2 separate regions of the Ovis aries genome follow, and region 1 is linked to region 2. The links are chromatin contacts, called in public Hi-C maps. All regions are on one chromosome and are shown on one strand. The core of a region is the stretch at or near the end of the contact, and the rest is flanking DNA. Distances in the headings are between cores, read along the strand shown. Region 1 overlaps LOC106991099 (a long non-coding RNA gene). Region 2 overlaps LOC106991099 (a long non-coding RNA gene).

Region 1 (3,221 bases), core at 571-3,070, 95 kb before region 2:
TTAAGTATCTTTGCTTTAATTAACCTAACAACCCTGAAAGATGTATTACCATTTTCACATCTGAGTAAATTGTGGCTTATGGGATTTGACCAAGACGCCTGCAGCTAGTGAGTAAAATAATCTGACTGTGAACCTAGGTCTTTGATTACTAAACTATGGAAGGTGTGTGCTGAGTTCTCACTTTGCCAATGACTGTTTCATCTTGAATATGTTTCTTACATGCCTTTCCCTTATCTTAAAAAAAAATCATTAGAGTAGTTGCATTTAAAAATATCCTCCTATATAAGAAATCTGTGATCCTACTCAGCTGCTGTTTGACTTCCAGTCTTTTCCAGCAAGAACGATGATTTTGAAATTGTAAGAGTGCAGAACTGCAGCAGTGCCCTGAGAAGTGTAGTTCAGTGTGGGGGGAGATAGCCTTTGATGACTGTTACAAATTAATGGTGCTGCATGGAGCTGGCAAGTATCTCAAAAAACCCCAGTGTTGACTAAATGTTGAAAAATCATACAGAATTTAAAAGGGGGTTGAAGACAGGAGCGAAACAAGCTTTGTCCAAATTTTAAGTAAAGCAAGAGGTTCTGGAAGCCAAACAAATGCTCTGGCTGTTGATCACCAACAAAACAGACAGTTAAATAGATGTTTATGAACTTTAAGGAAAGTAAATGATTTTAGTAGGTCCAGTGCGAGTTCATGAAGGACAAATAATAAAAACTAACTTTTAAGAGTTCACATGTTAAGGGTGGTTGTTGACATATTTTGCTTTGATTTTACCAAAGCATTTGACCAAAAATTCTGTGAAGACAGTTGTGTGTTGATTAGATCAGTGGTTTCCTTCCCTGGTGGTTTAGGTGGTAAAGAATCCACCTGCAGTGCAGGAGACCTGGGTTCAATCCCTGGGCTGAGAAGATCCCCTGGAGAAGGGAATGACAACCCACTCCAGTGTTCTGGCCTGGAGAATTCCGTGGACAGAGGAGCCTGGCGGTGTGCAGTCCATGGGGTGGCAGAGTCGGACAGGAACACACCTGAGCCGCTCTCACTGTCCTTTTCGCCTTCTCTCCCTTCCCTGCCCCTCCCTACCCCTTGCCATATCCTCACCTTCACTCCATACCTACTGGAAGGGAGTTGCCGAGAAAGGAGCCTAGGAAAACTGTATGTTCAAAAAGCTCATCCAGGTCTCCTGCAGCCGCTCCGGAGACTGGGATTTGAGAAAAACTAACAGAAGTTTTTAAACTTTTGTGGAGGCAGAGAATCCTTTCATCAAATGAAATGAAACTATCATATAAAAAAGAGTGGTATTTACTTGTACTTTACCTTTTTTTGGAGTTTACATTTATAATGTTTACTGAAGAGTCACTAAGAACAATGACACCCTTAAGATATAATGAAAAAACTTTAAATCAGGTTGATGATAACTATAATGGCTGTATTCACATTATCAGCTGTGTTGAATAAAGTTGTATACTTTGCTTTAAATGCGTAATGTTTTTTTAAAAATCTGTTCATATAGATGATTACTTCCAAATTGTAACAGGGGGGTTTTGCTTTGGTTTTGTTTTTAAACAGCTTGCCTTGGGATCCCAGGATGGTTTTTGGCTCGGTTAGTCTAAGGTAGGGAATATTTGTTTCAAAACTGTAACCCGTAACTAAACTTATGGAAACAATTGCTCACATTCCTTATCATAAATCTAAAGTCATACAGGAAGCATCTAATTCTTAGAATAAATATTTACCCTCTCTCAAGCAGGGTATTATCACAGAGGACTTTCTACTGTGATGAAAGCAAGGCCATACAGATGCCCCATGTGCCTCACCCGCAGTTAATGGCAGCCGACGCTGGGGTGCGGTCTGTGTTCATGTACTTGCTTGAGCAACCTCTTGAGAGCAGACTGTGCACATGGTATTTTTCACACGATCAGGACGGAGCTACAGCTTCCCTTTCCTGTGTCACACTTACAGGATGTCCACATGTGCGCATGGTGGGGCCAGGGGGGCCTGCTGCAGGGACCTCCTGGATGTTCACACAGGGTCTTTGGCACATGACCCTGTGTATATGCAGTGATTGCAGTGTCTTTTTTTTTTTAATTATAGCTTCTAAACTATCCAAATTATATTTGAACATTAGAAACAGATGGTGGTATATCCTTGGAGCACTTTCATAGGAGTCTTTTCAAAAACATTAGTCTATATTGACTGGGAGCTGATTTATGTTAGGAAAAATGCTTTGTTCTCTGAAATACAGAGATAGTTGGAGACAGCCAGGTAATGCAGACGAGAAAAAAAAATACCTTTCATAAAATGTGTTTATGTGCACAAAGAGCAAAGTAACTTTGAGTACAAAGTGGGGAGCGAGCTCTTCTGGCCAGGAAACCAGGGAAGGGTCCCTGGGAGAGAAAATAATTGTGGAGGACATACAGGACTTGGGTATGAGAATGTTAGGGAGAAGGAAAGTCATGTCGATATCACTGCCCTGTTAGATTACCTTTTTCGTTAACGCATTAACTCTCTATACATTTAAAAACAGAATCCATTCTTAATAAATTCAAAGTTAGGATCCTTTTCATACTTAAATATGCCTGGAGTTTCTTTCAAAGTTGTTAGCATGAGACAGGGATTTTCTTGTTCTGTAGATCTTTTCAGGCTTCCTAGGTGGCTCAGTGGTAAAGAATCCACCTATCAATGGAGAAGACACAAGAGATGCAGGTTTGATCCCTGGAGAGGGAAATGGCCACCCACTCCAGTATTCTTGCCTGGAGAATCCCCATGGACAAAGGAGCCTGGCAGGCTGCAGTCTGGGGGGGTCACAGATTGGGATACGACTTAGCAACCCCACCCACCCCTTTCCAGGGATACTTTTGCCCAACTTGGCTGCCACTTGAAGACCTACCTGCTTCATAAATGTGCGCTAAGCCTGACCTCTGCAAGAGTTATGGCCATTCAGCCATTCACTTGCTCACCCACACTGGCATATTGAGCACCTGTTTATGTGCTGAGTCCTAGAGAGTCCTAGGCACCCCGCAGAGAACAAGTCCACACTGGACAGGTGAACCAGATGCCTGGAAACCACCTGAAGTTCTTATCATTAAACTTACCATTGAAAAGATAACAACGCAACTTTCACTACCAACTGATAATAGCATAAAGAGTACACCTCCCAGAACTTTTACATTTTAACAGGGATCAAAGCTTGGAACTGCTTCTAATCAGGCAGCCCGGGAATTGT
Region 2 (3,184 bases), core at 448-2,947:
GGAAGGAAGCCTCGCCTCACAGAGCAGCTGGCTGAACTCTCCTTCCTGCCCACCCTCCAGATTCCGCAGCAGGACCCACCCACCTGTACTGCACACCCTTTTTGACACGTACCCTGAGTACTGTCCAGAGTCTAGGACTCAAGAATTACTTCCTGATGGACTTAATTACTTATTTAGCAGGAGATATGGCAGAAGCACATCCTGGAGTGTCTGTTAAGTCAACTGTACTTCTATTAAAAAAAAAAAAAGACCAGGGAGGAAGAAAGACGTGTGTTACTGTCTCTCTGTGGGTATGAGGCGTTGCGCTGGCCACTGTGGGCAGTCAGAGGGAAGGCCTTCGGGGCCTGCACGGGGCTGACTGTCCAGCTGGGGAGAAAACAAGCATGCAGGCCACATCGGGGACGAGATAGCCGGGGTGATCATGTCACAAGGCAGCATGTGATTAATTGCCAAACAAATGGCTCAAGAACATGGTGGTGATTGAATGTGATAATGTATGTCCAAGTGCCCCACCCCTCAGCACTTCCGGGCGCAGCGGGCCCTGCCGTCTTTCTCTCTCACCCAGGAGTAACCCCGTTGATGCATTTCATACAGCACAGGTACTCAGCCAGTCGGGCCAAGTCCTTTGAGCTCAGATCCCGGCCCCCAGCGCCTCCTACCCTTGAACCCAAAGCTGCAGAGATGCTCAAGAGAACGTGCCATCTTGTTTCTGAACAACCCACCTCCCTCCCTTGTCCAACCTTGTCCCTCCTTTAAAACCCTCCTCTTCCTTTAAAACCCAGCCTAGAGTTCCTCTATAAAGCCTGCTGAGCCTGCAGAGCTCCTTGCATGTGCTCGACGGCAATGCGCGCACGTGAGTCTCCTGCGGCAGGAGGGAGAGAGGTAGACTCCTGCCGCAGGGTCCTGTCTTTTCTCCTCACACTCTGAGCACAGGTCCCTTAAGTGTTTGTCACTGACCGAAACACATTAGAGCCTGAGTGCACATCAGGTGGGTTTGCAGTTGAGACCTAAGTGCTGGTGAGTGCAGAAGGTGACATGCCCAAGTGGCCCAGGGAGGCCGTGTAAAGTAGGGAAGGTTGAACTGGACCTTAAAGGTTCAGCTCAGAGAAAAGGCAGAGAACGAGGAGAATCCGAGGTGGGATAGCCCTGTGTCTGACTGCTAGCAGCCCAATCGGCCTCTCAAAACAGAAGCACAGAGAGGGAGCGAGCCCTGCAGGGCAGAGTGCTGGGGGCGGCTTATTTTAGCTGGAGCAGAGGTTTTACCTAAGGGAAGGCAGGAGGCTGCCCTGGAGGAAGGGTGGACGTAAGAGATGGAAGGTGATGGGCAGACCTCAAATGCAGTGGGGGTATCTTGCAGCAGTGGGCACCCTTTATTGCCTGTGAAAGCCATGGTGATCTGATCAAAGTGGTGGTGAAAGTGGGAGCTGTCCCATGGCCCTGCCCTCATTTTAACACCATGGCCCAAGGCCCACCGTCTCGGTGCTGCCCGAGACGCTCAGCACCCAGGTGGGAAGCCCCTCCACACACACAGCCTCTCCTGGAAATGCTGGGCTTTCTGTAAACAAAGGCTCTGCTTCCGGCACTGCCCTTGACCTGGCTCTGAGCTGTTGATTCTTTGAGTCCATTCAGCTCTGCCCTGTCCCTGTACCCTCATGACTGGCAGTGACCCGGAAGGTGGCAGCGCCCCCGCAGCAGGTGGCCTCCAGAGCTGAGTCACCGCCCTGGGAACAGTGCCCTGGCGAGGCCGGCCCAGGCAAACCGGGGAGGCCTCCCACCCCGCCTTGCTGTGCAAGGATCTCAGGGCACCGTCGGTGCTGCCGAGAAAGGGATCCTTTATGTGTCCTGGGTGTCATCAAGCTGATAGGAAAAGTGAAACTGAGGCCCCGGGAGACCAAAAAGGAGACTGTCCTGATGGTCCTTCCTGGCTGGTGTCTTTGGCAAGCGCAGAGGGCTTTTCTCAACAGTTACAGGGGCTGTGGTTGTTTTAATTGAACAGACACAAATTATCCATTGATGGATATCTTTAAGAATGGAATGAAGAGGTTTTGAAAATGTTGGCTTACGATTCTGTTTGACCTTGTACAATAAGAGCGCTCAAGGAATAAAATGACATGGAGTGATAGGATACCTAAGCTGCCAGTATCCTTAGAAATGAGCAAATGAGGTTTAAGGTTTCTTTTTCTTTTTTTTTAAGTTTTCTATATCATTCTTAGATACTCTGGTGGATGTTGTTTTTAAAAATTACGGTGCTTTCATTTCATCCCAGAGAAGATAAAAATGCAATGTTACTCTTGAAAGGAAGGGTTTTTTTTTTTTTTTTTTAGTCTGACTTGTTTACTACACCAATGAATAGAGATGACCTCAGTCTAAAAAAACCGAGTTAACCATAATCTCACTCCTTGCCTGGCAAAATAAGCCTTTTTCAAGTAGCTAGAGAAGTGCAAGTCTGACCACCAAGTCGTCATTTCAACTGATTAGATTTTCCAAAAGACAAAAACAGAAGGCTGTCTACATGTTCACAGCTGAACAGTGGCTCTCGGGAAACACTCCCAGCTTACTCAGTTCCTATAAGGCCATGACAAGTCTGGTGACGATTAATCAGACACTGACCAAATGCAAAAGCTCTACACGGTTAGCTATGTCGTGACCACTGTTTGAGTTTTCACAGTCAGAGACCACATCGCTGGCTTTCCGAGTATGCAGTTCTTTACCTTTAAAGGCTTAATTTTTTACGCTTTATACACTGTGAGCCTCGTTATTCTCTACTGCTGAGGTGCCCCTGAAGGCAGAACCCCAGTCGTTTTCTTGGGCAGGTTGTCTTGAGCACTGGGTGTATTTCCTTGCTCTGACAAGCCTGGGACAGTTTTCAGCAAGGCCATGGAACTCACTACTTAGTTGCCAAAGATGCTGTGAGCTGTGACTAGGAAGTTGGGTTTTCCCTATTGTTTTATTTTCTGTGAGCCACACAAAAAAATATGGACAGTCAAAAGTGTTCCCAGTTTCTCTGAGGCAAGAAGAACTGAGGCGAATTCTGCTAGAAGCCAGAACCATGTCCCGATTCCTACAGCCTCAATAAAGGCCAAATCAAAACAGATTTGAAAGCTAGTGGCCAGTTGATTGTAGGATCCATTCCAGCCAAAAAGAATCTCTAGACTCACTGGATTGGGGCATGTGGTTTAGGGGG

The links. A called contact is a pair of places that touch in the nucleus more often than the background predicts.
Region 1: a contact with region 2 is called in a Hi-C map of liver, with 5 times the contacts expected there. The contact joins two enhancer-like sites. A contact is called at or near these places in 10 of 16 Hi-C or Micro-C datasets (blood, hypothalamus, liver and 5 more).

The regions. Positions count from the first base shown.
Region 1 is chr4:96,398,555-96,401,775 of ARS-UI_Ramb_v3.0, reverse strand. All of the region lies in intron 4 of LOC106991099 (a long non-coding RNA gene), which reads left to right. It overlaps LOC132659707 (a long non-coding RNA gene), which reads right to left. Exons shown (of 3, transcript XR_009600446.1): 3 at 2,284-2,671. Among named protein-coding and RNA genes, the nearest start is that of MIR29A, 110 kb to the right of the region's middle. Within about 2 kb of position 1,820, at least 9 of the 54 cell types and tissues checked have an H3K27ac peak or open chromatin away from gene starts, as enhancers often do. A contact at or near this core is called in liver, where this site is marked.
Region 2 is chr4:96,303,119-96,306,302 of ARS-UI_Ramb_v3.0, reverse strand. All of the region lies in intron 8 of LOC106991099 (a long non-coding RNA gene), which reads left to right. Among named protein-coding and RNA genes, the nearest start is that of MIR29A, 14 kb to the right of the region's middle. Within about 2 kb of position 1,697, at least 29 of the 54 cell types and tissues checked have an H3K27ac peak or open chromatin away from gene starts, as enhancers often do. A contact at or near this core is called in liver, where this site is marked.